Regions from separate parts of the Mus musculus genome. Here region 2 is linked to region 1. Evidence: chromatin contacts called from public HiChIP or PLAC-seq data. All regions are on one chromosome and are shown on one strand. The core of a region is the stretch at or near the end of the contact, and the rest is flanking DNA. Distances in the headings are between cores, read along the strand shown. Region 1 has its middle 16 kb from the start of Tmem158. Region 2 has its middle 28 kb from the start of Lars2.

The links. HiChIP or PLAC-seq counts read pairs in DNA pulled down with a chosen protein or histone mark.
Region 2: an HNF4G HiChIP or PLAC-seq map of pancreatic cancer cells shows a contact between it and region 1. The contact joins two enhancer-like sites. A contact is called at or near these places in 6 of 484 Hi-C or Micro-C datasets (the G1E-ER4 cell line, cortical neurons, embryonic fibroblasts and 1 more), 3 of 115 datasets of contacts at active chromatin or transcription factors (forebrain, neural progenitor cells and pancreatic cancer cells) and 1 of 9 other capture datasets (macrophages).

The regions. Positions count from the first base shown.
Region 1 is chr9:123,242,248-123,246,529 of GRCm38.p6, reverse strand. No RefSeq gene overlaps it. Among named protein-coding and RNA genes, the nearest start is that of Tmem158, 16 kb to the left of the region's middle. Within about 2 kb of position 2,354, at least 99 of the 459 cell types and tissues checked have an H3K27ac peak or open chromatin away from gene starts, as enhancers often do. A contact at or near this core is called in cortical neurons and pancreatic cancer cells, where this site is marked.
Region 2 is chr9:123,337,089-123,341,370 of GRCm38.p6, reverse strand. No RefSeq gene overlaps it. Among named protein-coding and RNA genes, the nearest start is that of Lars2, 28 kb to the left of the region's middle. Within about 2 kb of position 1,755, at least 26 of the 459 cell types and tissues checked have an H3K27ac peak or open chromatin away from gene starts, as enhancers often do. A contact at or near this core is called in cortical neurons and pancreatic cancer cells, where this site is marked.

The sequences.
Region 1 (4,282 bases), core at 1,105-3,604:
TAGGGTTTTAAGAATATACTCTCTTTGGAAAGTCTGGCTCTTGAGTCTGTTGTCTTGCTGTAAGATTTTATGTTGACTTCAAAACTCAAAGCAAGACAAGAAACACCTTTGATTAATACTACCTCCCTGACAGAGACTTACTTTTTCTTCTTGTCCTAGCTTCTTGGCAGAAAAGCCACAAAGAAAGAAAATGATGAGTTGTTGAGAAAGAAATGCTTGTTAGGAATACTGAAAGCACTATCCCATTGCTTTATTAAATGTAAATACAGACAACACATAAGAAGCATTGCTTTCTATTCATCACATTAGAAAGCATGTTTTAAAATCCTAGCACCTGACCCCATACCAGTGAGTGGTACATTCATGAAGAGCAATGTGGAATGTGATTCAGCGATGTATCCTTACACGGCCCACCAAAAAGAAACAAGTGTTCGGGAATGGGTACTCCTGGGAAATGAGCCTCTGCACCATTCACCATTAAGGTAAACACTCAAAAGGGGTTGTTCTGGATCACGCCTTGCATCTGGAGAGTGGGCAAGTATATGTCCAGAGCTACCATGTCATCTGAGGCTTCAGAGGCAGTCAGAGGAAAATAGGCCCCCTCCTCCTCCCTGAAGAATGGCTCAGTAGAGCCTTTGCTTTGTGAAGAGAGCTCTGTTCATAGAGGATTGTTCTCGAGACAGAAGATACTTGGAGAACCTTGAAACTTCCCCTGGGTCTGTAACCCTCCCTCTCTGTGAGTTTCCTCCCCGCATCTTTCCACTGGTGTCTTGGCCTGCAAGGGTGTTCAGACAACCATGGCTTCCTGAGACAGGCTCTCCAAGACTCTCTCAACTGCTCCTGAAAGTTCTGCTTCTATTAATGTATAGGTCAACAAAGTCTAGACCAGTACAGGAAAAGCATAGAAAACTAGACCTATCCCTGAAACCCATGATGTAGTCCGTGTTCCTGGAAAATGACTGCATCTTTGCCTAGGTCTTCTGAGAATTCCCAGAAATATTTCATCAACCCGGTAATACAAACCAACACTCCCAGGTGAGCTCTGAGTGGTACTCTTACTCCTGAGACTACCAGTTTCACTGGGCGAGCACATACCTGTTTGTGGAGTGAGTGCTGGGCTGACAGATGAGGGCTAGGTGATCAGGTGAGGGGTAGACTGCTTGTATAGGCCACTTGACACTCGTCATGAGGCTGCCTTGTGTTGTGTAGGCCCAGACTTCACAATAATCCCCATCCACAACCCCTTTCGACCCCTGTGATCACATGTGGCCAGCTGGTAGGTCTAGGATGCTGGATCTAATAAGAACAATACCAGGGTAGTAGGTCAGCTGCACAGCCCCTACTCCACACACACAGTTGCTTATTTCTGCTATTTGGTGAGTGGTGGGTGGTTTCCAAGTTGTCTGAAGGTCTAACTACTGGGCAATATGATCTATGCTCAATTTAAACACAATTTCCTCCTAAATGTTTTACACTTCTTACTGCTTGGGTTTGAGGTTTTGGAAACAGGTCTCATATAGTCCAGGCTGTCCTGTATCTTGTTCTGTAGCCAAGGATGACTCTAAACTTCTGATCCTCCTACCTCTACCAACAAAGAATATAGCCACAAACTACCACACCAGTCTTGGGAGCTTCTTTTTACATGCCTGGCAAAAATATAGCTTGAGACTGATTCCAAAAAGAATATATATATATATATATATATATATATATATATATATATATATGCTCAGGGAGAAATCTGGGAATAGAAAGAGAAAGATGATAAAGCACAGTGTTTTCTGACACTGCTCAGCCTCTTCCTTACTCAGGGGTAGAGCATGATAGCCCCAATCCATATCAAGACACAAAGGTGGGTGGGGTGTGATAGCCCCAGGGCACAGTCCCAGTAAGTAAGCAAAGTTTCCAGAAGGTAAGTCTACACAAAGCCACATTGTTGTATGGTGATGGTCAGAATTCACACTAGGATCTGAGTTTTAGCTACTAAATATCTACAGAGATGCCAGTGTGCCTGGTACCATATAAAAAGAACAGCTATCAACAGAAGGCAAGGACGGTGTGCTTAAGATGATGAAGTTGCTGGTATAGAGAGGAGGCAGACACAGGGGCCAGAGCATCCCTGCTCTTCATCCTTCTCCTTTCTATCAGTCACACCTTAAAGGCTGGGCTTCCTGCTGCCCTGCCTCCAACCCTCTCACCACCTCGTTTCTTTCTTGTAGAAAGTTACCCACAGTAGTCTTCTGTTGATTAAAAAAAAAAAAAAAAGCTTGGGATCTGTGCTGTTGCCCATAGTTACCCCGAGCTCAGCAGTGTGGTGACTGGTGCTGACTCACCGGCCACGCGGGAGTGTCCTTAGGTGCCTGCAGACTGGGAAAATCCTTTGTCTATTTATCTTCCGGTTATATCCTAGCTTCTCCCTCAGCCCTCCCTGTCCGCCCACCCAGTGTAATGAAGGTTCTCGCAGAGTGTTTGATAACTCAAAGACTCAGAGATGTTTTAATCAGCCGCTCTTCTTTGTCGGCTTTTGATGGATTTTTATGTTCTCCTCACTTGGAAGGTTAGCTTGGTAGCTTGGTTCCATGTCTTTTTTAGGAAGTGAGCACCCTGCAGGAATGCTCGAAGTCTTTCTCTATGAATTAAATAGAGATCAGGAGATGACACTGGATTGGGGCGCTTGGCGTGGGGAAGATTGGGGATTAAAGCAGGTAGAAGAATCGATGGAGGGAGTGTGGAGCAGAACAGGAAGGCCCAGTGAGAAACAGGACCTCTCCACTGAAGAAAGCTTTCTCCATGTTTTAAAGGGCAGTTGCTGTTGTATTTCCCAAACAGCAACAGGGCACCATCTTCCACCTCACCCACAGACTTAGCCTGTCTTTATCATAAACTAGGCTATAATTCATCTCCCCTTGCTGGTGATTATGGGCTGGCTCTGAGAGCTGTTTGATGACCAGTCAGTCCAGAGATCAAGGATGAAGGTCACAGGACTGATTCTGGGATATAATTCACCTCCCCTCACTCTTAAATTGTTTTTGTGGGTGGTTTGCTATAGCATGCAAGGTCTAATATGCCATCATGGTTCTCACACAGAGGCAAAGAGGTCATTCTGCCTCATATCCAGTGCCCCACACTGCTTTCTAACCCTGAGCCAGTTGTTCTGGGCTCAGGGCCTCAAGAACAGCTTCAGTTTTTAATTCTTCTCTAACATGTCTGAAATACAGATCCCACTGCATCCTCTAGTCTCCGTCAACTCTCTCTTCCAAATTCTCTCCCACCCTCCTCACAGTTCCACGCAGACAATGAGATGCTGGGTGCTTACAGAGTGGTTTTTATATACCTCGCCCTGCTCAAACCACCAAGAAACACCTCTAACTGGAATCACTCAGCCAACAGCCCATACCCACCCAAGCTATGCACTGTATCTTTGAGGAGCTAAGAGTTAAGGGCTTTTTAAGCTATGTTTCTATCTGAGCATGGTGGTGTGTGACTGTAATCCTAACATTCGGGAGAAGGAGACAAGAGGCTCACCAGTCTATGGTAATCCTTGGCTACAGAGTGAATCCCAGATCAAGCTGAGCTACAAAGTATGACACTGTCAAGAAGAAACAAAACAAAAGCAAAAACAAAATTTAACGAAACAGCTAAGCTGGGCTTGGTAATACAAGTCTGTAGTACTAGAATTTAAGAGGCTAAGGCAGGAAGATGTTGAATTCCAGGCCAGCCTGGGCTACAACATAAATTGCAAAACGAACCATGTCTCAAAAAAAAAAAAAAATTTAGGCAGGGGAGTAGGAAGGTACCTTTAATCCCAGTGCTTAGAAGGCAGAGACAGGTGGATCTCTGAAACACGAAGGCCAGTCTGGTCTAGACAGCTCCAGGACAGCCAGAGCTACACAGTAAGACCGAGTCTTGGATATTTGTTTTGTTTGTTGTTGTTTTTTAATGAAATGGAGGTGAGAGTAGGGGTGTAGCTCAGTTGGCAGAGTGCTTGCTTGGCATGCAAAAAGCCCTGAGTTCTAACAGACAAGGGAATGATAGCTGTTGTGTGACGAACAGATCCTGGAGCTCCTATCTACTCAGCCAAGACAGGGAGCCCAGGACACATCCAAGTATGGATACCACCAAGTCCAACCTGGTGAACCAATGAGTTTTATTGGGGTTACTTACAGCTTCATCACCAAAGCCCACCCCAGCACAGTGGCAGCTCGCAAAAGCTCAGAACCTTCAGCAGACACTACACAGCCTGAAGGCAGTTCAACAGGTTGGAAAGTACTTTTCCCAAGTA
Region 2 (4,282 bases), core at 506-3,005, 95 kb before region 1:
GCGTCGTCAATTACACAGCAAGTATCAGGTCGGCTTGGGGATGTGTAAGACCTTGTCAGTGAGTGCATGCATGGTTATTGAAAGACACAGAAATGTAGAAAAATAAACAGAATTCTAACATCTTTCACTTCAATTGTTTATAATTCTTTTAAAAGTTATTTATTGCTGGCTGGTGGAAGTGCGTGTCTTTAATCCCAAAACCTGGAAGACAGAGGCAGGTGGTTCTCTCTGAGTTTGAAGCCAGCCTGGTCTATAGAGTTCCAGGACAGCCAGAACTACACAGAGAAATTCTGTCTCAATAAACCAAAAGAAAATAAAAAATTATTTATTGTTATTAGTATATATGTGCGGTGTGCATTTGTGAATATGAATGTGCATGTGCCACAGTGGGTGGAGGTCAGAGAACAACCTTCAGAGTTGGTTCTTCCCTTTTACTACGGGATCTGGGGACTGGACTCAGGTCTTGAGATTTATGAGACAAGCGCTTTTACCTACTGGCCCATCTATCTAGCCCTGCTTATAAGGCCAGATAACATAAGATTTTATGTTTTATAGTACTGTGATGGGTAATACTAACTGCCAATTTGATTGGATTTAGAATCATGGAAATAGATTTCTGGCTGTATCTGTAATGATGCTACCAGATAGAATTAGCTAAAAAGAGAAGAACCACACTAAATGTGGGTGGCACCATTCCACAGACGGGGTCAGGAGTCAGAGGGTGGGGGATGCTTCACACTGAATAACAGGGGAGAGCAAGCTGAACATAAGCTCTCTGCTTCCAGACTGCAGACACATGACCAGCTGCCTCATGCTCCTGCCGCCGTGCCTCCTCTCTGTGATGGATTGTATTTTCTTAATAAACCCTTCCTTTCGTGTGTTGCTCTTGTGGTAAGTGGTCATAGCAGGGAGGAAAGTAACTAATACAGGTGGCTGCTTCTTTCCCCATAAATACTGCGTGCTGCACTTAGCTGTGAAGTGAAGTCAGGAGAGTAGACCAGAAGAACCCCTTCAGACTCATTCCTACACTATGGCTAAAGTAACTCTTAGGAGCTCTCCAACTGGGTGTGGCTTATTTTACAAAGAATATACCAAAAAGCCCAAGGGTTAAATGGCTTACTTTATGTAAATAGTTCTCAAAAGTATGGTCCCAGGATCCACCAAAGCAATACCATCTGGAAACTTGTTAGAAATGGGAATGCATGGAGCTAGAGAGTGTAAAAGGCCAAGTTAACCTGTAAGCCCTACCTGCCCAAGGACAGAGATAACTTCCTGGGATGCTGGTGGCTACGGTTTTGGGAAATAGCAAGTCACTTTTTTTTTTTTCTCCTCTAAAGAAGTTTGTTTATACCGGCTGTGCTTGACTGGATGTGGGCAGGAAATATGTCAGGATACATGCTTGCTGACGGACCTGATAGGAAATACAGTGGCCCTATGGTTTTACTCTTTGTAAGTCTCTGCAAAAACATGACTCATTGCCACTTCCTGGGGACCCTGGAATGGACCTGGCCAGAGTCCATCATTCTGGCCAATATTTAATTAAAGCTTGCTTCAGATTTGGCTCAAAATTGTGGAACTGTTTTTGTTGTTGTTGTTGTTTTTATGAATCTCAGGTTTAACAGGAGATGGCTCAGCCTTTAAGAGAACTGGCTGCTCTTCCAGAGGATTCTGGTTTGGTTCCCAGCACCATGTCACCACAACCAGCTATAACTCCAGTCTCAGGGGATCAAATATCCTCTTGGGGCCTCTTATGGCATGACACACACATAGTGCATAAGCATACATGCAGGAAAACACCCATATACATGAGAGAGGGGGGAGGGCAAGAGAGAGAGGGAGGGGGAAAGGGGGAGATTATCTGTCCAAACTCTAGAGCCATTGAGTCAAAGCTGTAGGTGTGGAACCCAGCAATCCAAAGAGTTTTAATATAGGCTAAGTTTTGAGAACCCCACAGTGAAGTAACTACCAGAGGATGCTAGAATTGATCAGACTTGGTTTTAAATCGGCCAGGTTTCAAACCTGGAACAAATGACTAAAGTGTCTGTTTAACATATCAAAGTGGACCTGGCTGCCAGGTTCTCCTACATTCTTCAGTCCCTACTTGTTACAAGGCCCTTCTGCCTGGCATACCCAGCCCCCTACCCTAAACTTTCCCAGTCCTATGGGCAGGGCTACTCCTCTCTATACTATCCAACCATTTGGATTACTCACCCACATTGTGCCTTTGGGCCTCCTGGCTGCTGCACCTGGTTCCCCTCTCTCTCTTCTCCCCCCTGCCCCCACACCCAGCCTCCTCACATAGCTCTAGGTCATGTCCATTCTGGACTCTCCCAGATGTGCCTGCCTCAGTCTATGCTTTCATTTTATCTACAATAAACTTTCTCCTCCATCATACCTAGGAGTTGTCATTTGGTGCCAAAACCTGGGACCAGTCATATTCTTTTCCTTTATATTCTCCCCTCCCCCCCCCCCCCCCATTCAGAATCCTGACTACCTTAGCTTTGTTCCCTTAGCAAATATCTTAATGTTTTCTGTGGTCTTGTTTCCTGATTTGGAAAGGGAAGACATGAGAAACTGCCATTGTACCTTTTCTGTCCCCCTTACACCTTTCCTTCTGGGTAATTAAAAAGAAGATACGGAAGCCACTGACAGCCTGACATGGTGACTCTGAATCCATGGAAGAACCTGTACCTATGCCTGTACCTGCCATTTCCTCAACTTGTGGTTCTCAGGGCTTCCCTGACTAACTTAAAGATAGCAGGAGAGACATCAGAATACACAGCCTCCAAGACTCAATTTATACTGCCTGGCTGGACCTAAACTTCCCTCCGAGATGCCTCCAGCATCCCTGGCATGCAGACTCACTATCACCAGTGTGTCCCTCCAGTCAGGGTTCATGCCTCTGTCTGAAGCACCAGCCCAGAACTCTCTGTCCCCCAACCCTCAGGCTCTTCCTTGGAGCTTTCTCTAAGATAAAATAAGCCAGACCACAGCTGCTTCCACCTCTAATTACTGTTTTCTTCATTTGCCTGCTTTTCCTTCTTTCTCACTCTAATGTCAATACCAGAAGGAGGAGGTTGTCAGGGCAACCCAGTGTGGAGGCTGGAACAGAGTGGAGGCGGGAAGCCCATCCTTGACCGAACCTTAACCCTGTTTGGTTGAACACCCACTGGGCTCTCAGCTGCCCTCTGTATCCTGGTAGCAAGATTGTGAGCATTTGACATTTCTACTTTATTTTTCCTATCCTCCCCCTCAGATAACATCTTCCACCTTCTTCTGACTCTCCCTCCTTCCAGCTGCTGTCTTCCTGACCCAAGTACATCTGCCTGAATTTGTTCTGTTAATTCTTCTGTTAACCAAGCCTGATACTTCCCTTCCCTGATTTAATTGAAGCTCTTCCAGTGGCCAGGCTCTATAACAATCCTACAAAATATAACCACTGGGGAGAAGGAACAGGGACAAATGTTTATTTAGAATCTTTTAGTCAGGAAGCTTTTTTAACCTCCTGACGTTCAGCCTTTATTGTGCTCTGAAGCTGTCCTTGAGACAGGAGCAGCAGCAGTACCTTCTAATCCTCACTTGGTTGAGAAATAGCCCTTCCCTTCAAGCCATGACCCTTCTCAGGCTATCTCAGAGGACTAACTTGTCTCTGGTTTGCACAAAACACCCAATGTGCAAAAATCAGTTATTCAATATATGCTTCTCTCCAGGAAAATATCAAACTTACAACGGGGAGCACACGGCCTTAACATCTTAATGCCCTGGCCTCTGGATTGTGTGTTAACATAATTGGCAAAAAGCTCTAAAGTTGCTAACCAGCTTAAAATAAGGAAACAGGATTATTCAGGTGCTCAGAAAGGGTGGGAGGGCAGTGGTGGTGCATGCCTTTAATCCCAGCACTTGGGAGGCAGAGGCAGGCAGATCTCAGAGTTCGAGGCCAGCCTCGTCTACAGAGTGAGTTCCAGGACAGCCAGAGCTACACAGAGAAACCCTGTCAGGAAAAAAAAAAAGGGGGGGTGGGGGGTTGGAGGGAGCAGGAGAGTTAGAATCACGAAGATACACTGTGAGAAAGACTGGCTATTGCCCACTTTGAAGTTGACTTCTCAAAAGGATATAGGAAAGACAAGAAAATAAGTGGGACACAGCTCTATCCACACCTTGATTTGAGCTTCTGATGTCAGGGGCTTTAAGAAAACTAATCTGCAGTTGAGAGTGATGGTGATTGCCTACCAATCCCAGCACTCAAAAAGGGTAGATGCTGGAGGACCACAAACTCAAGGTC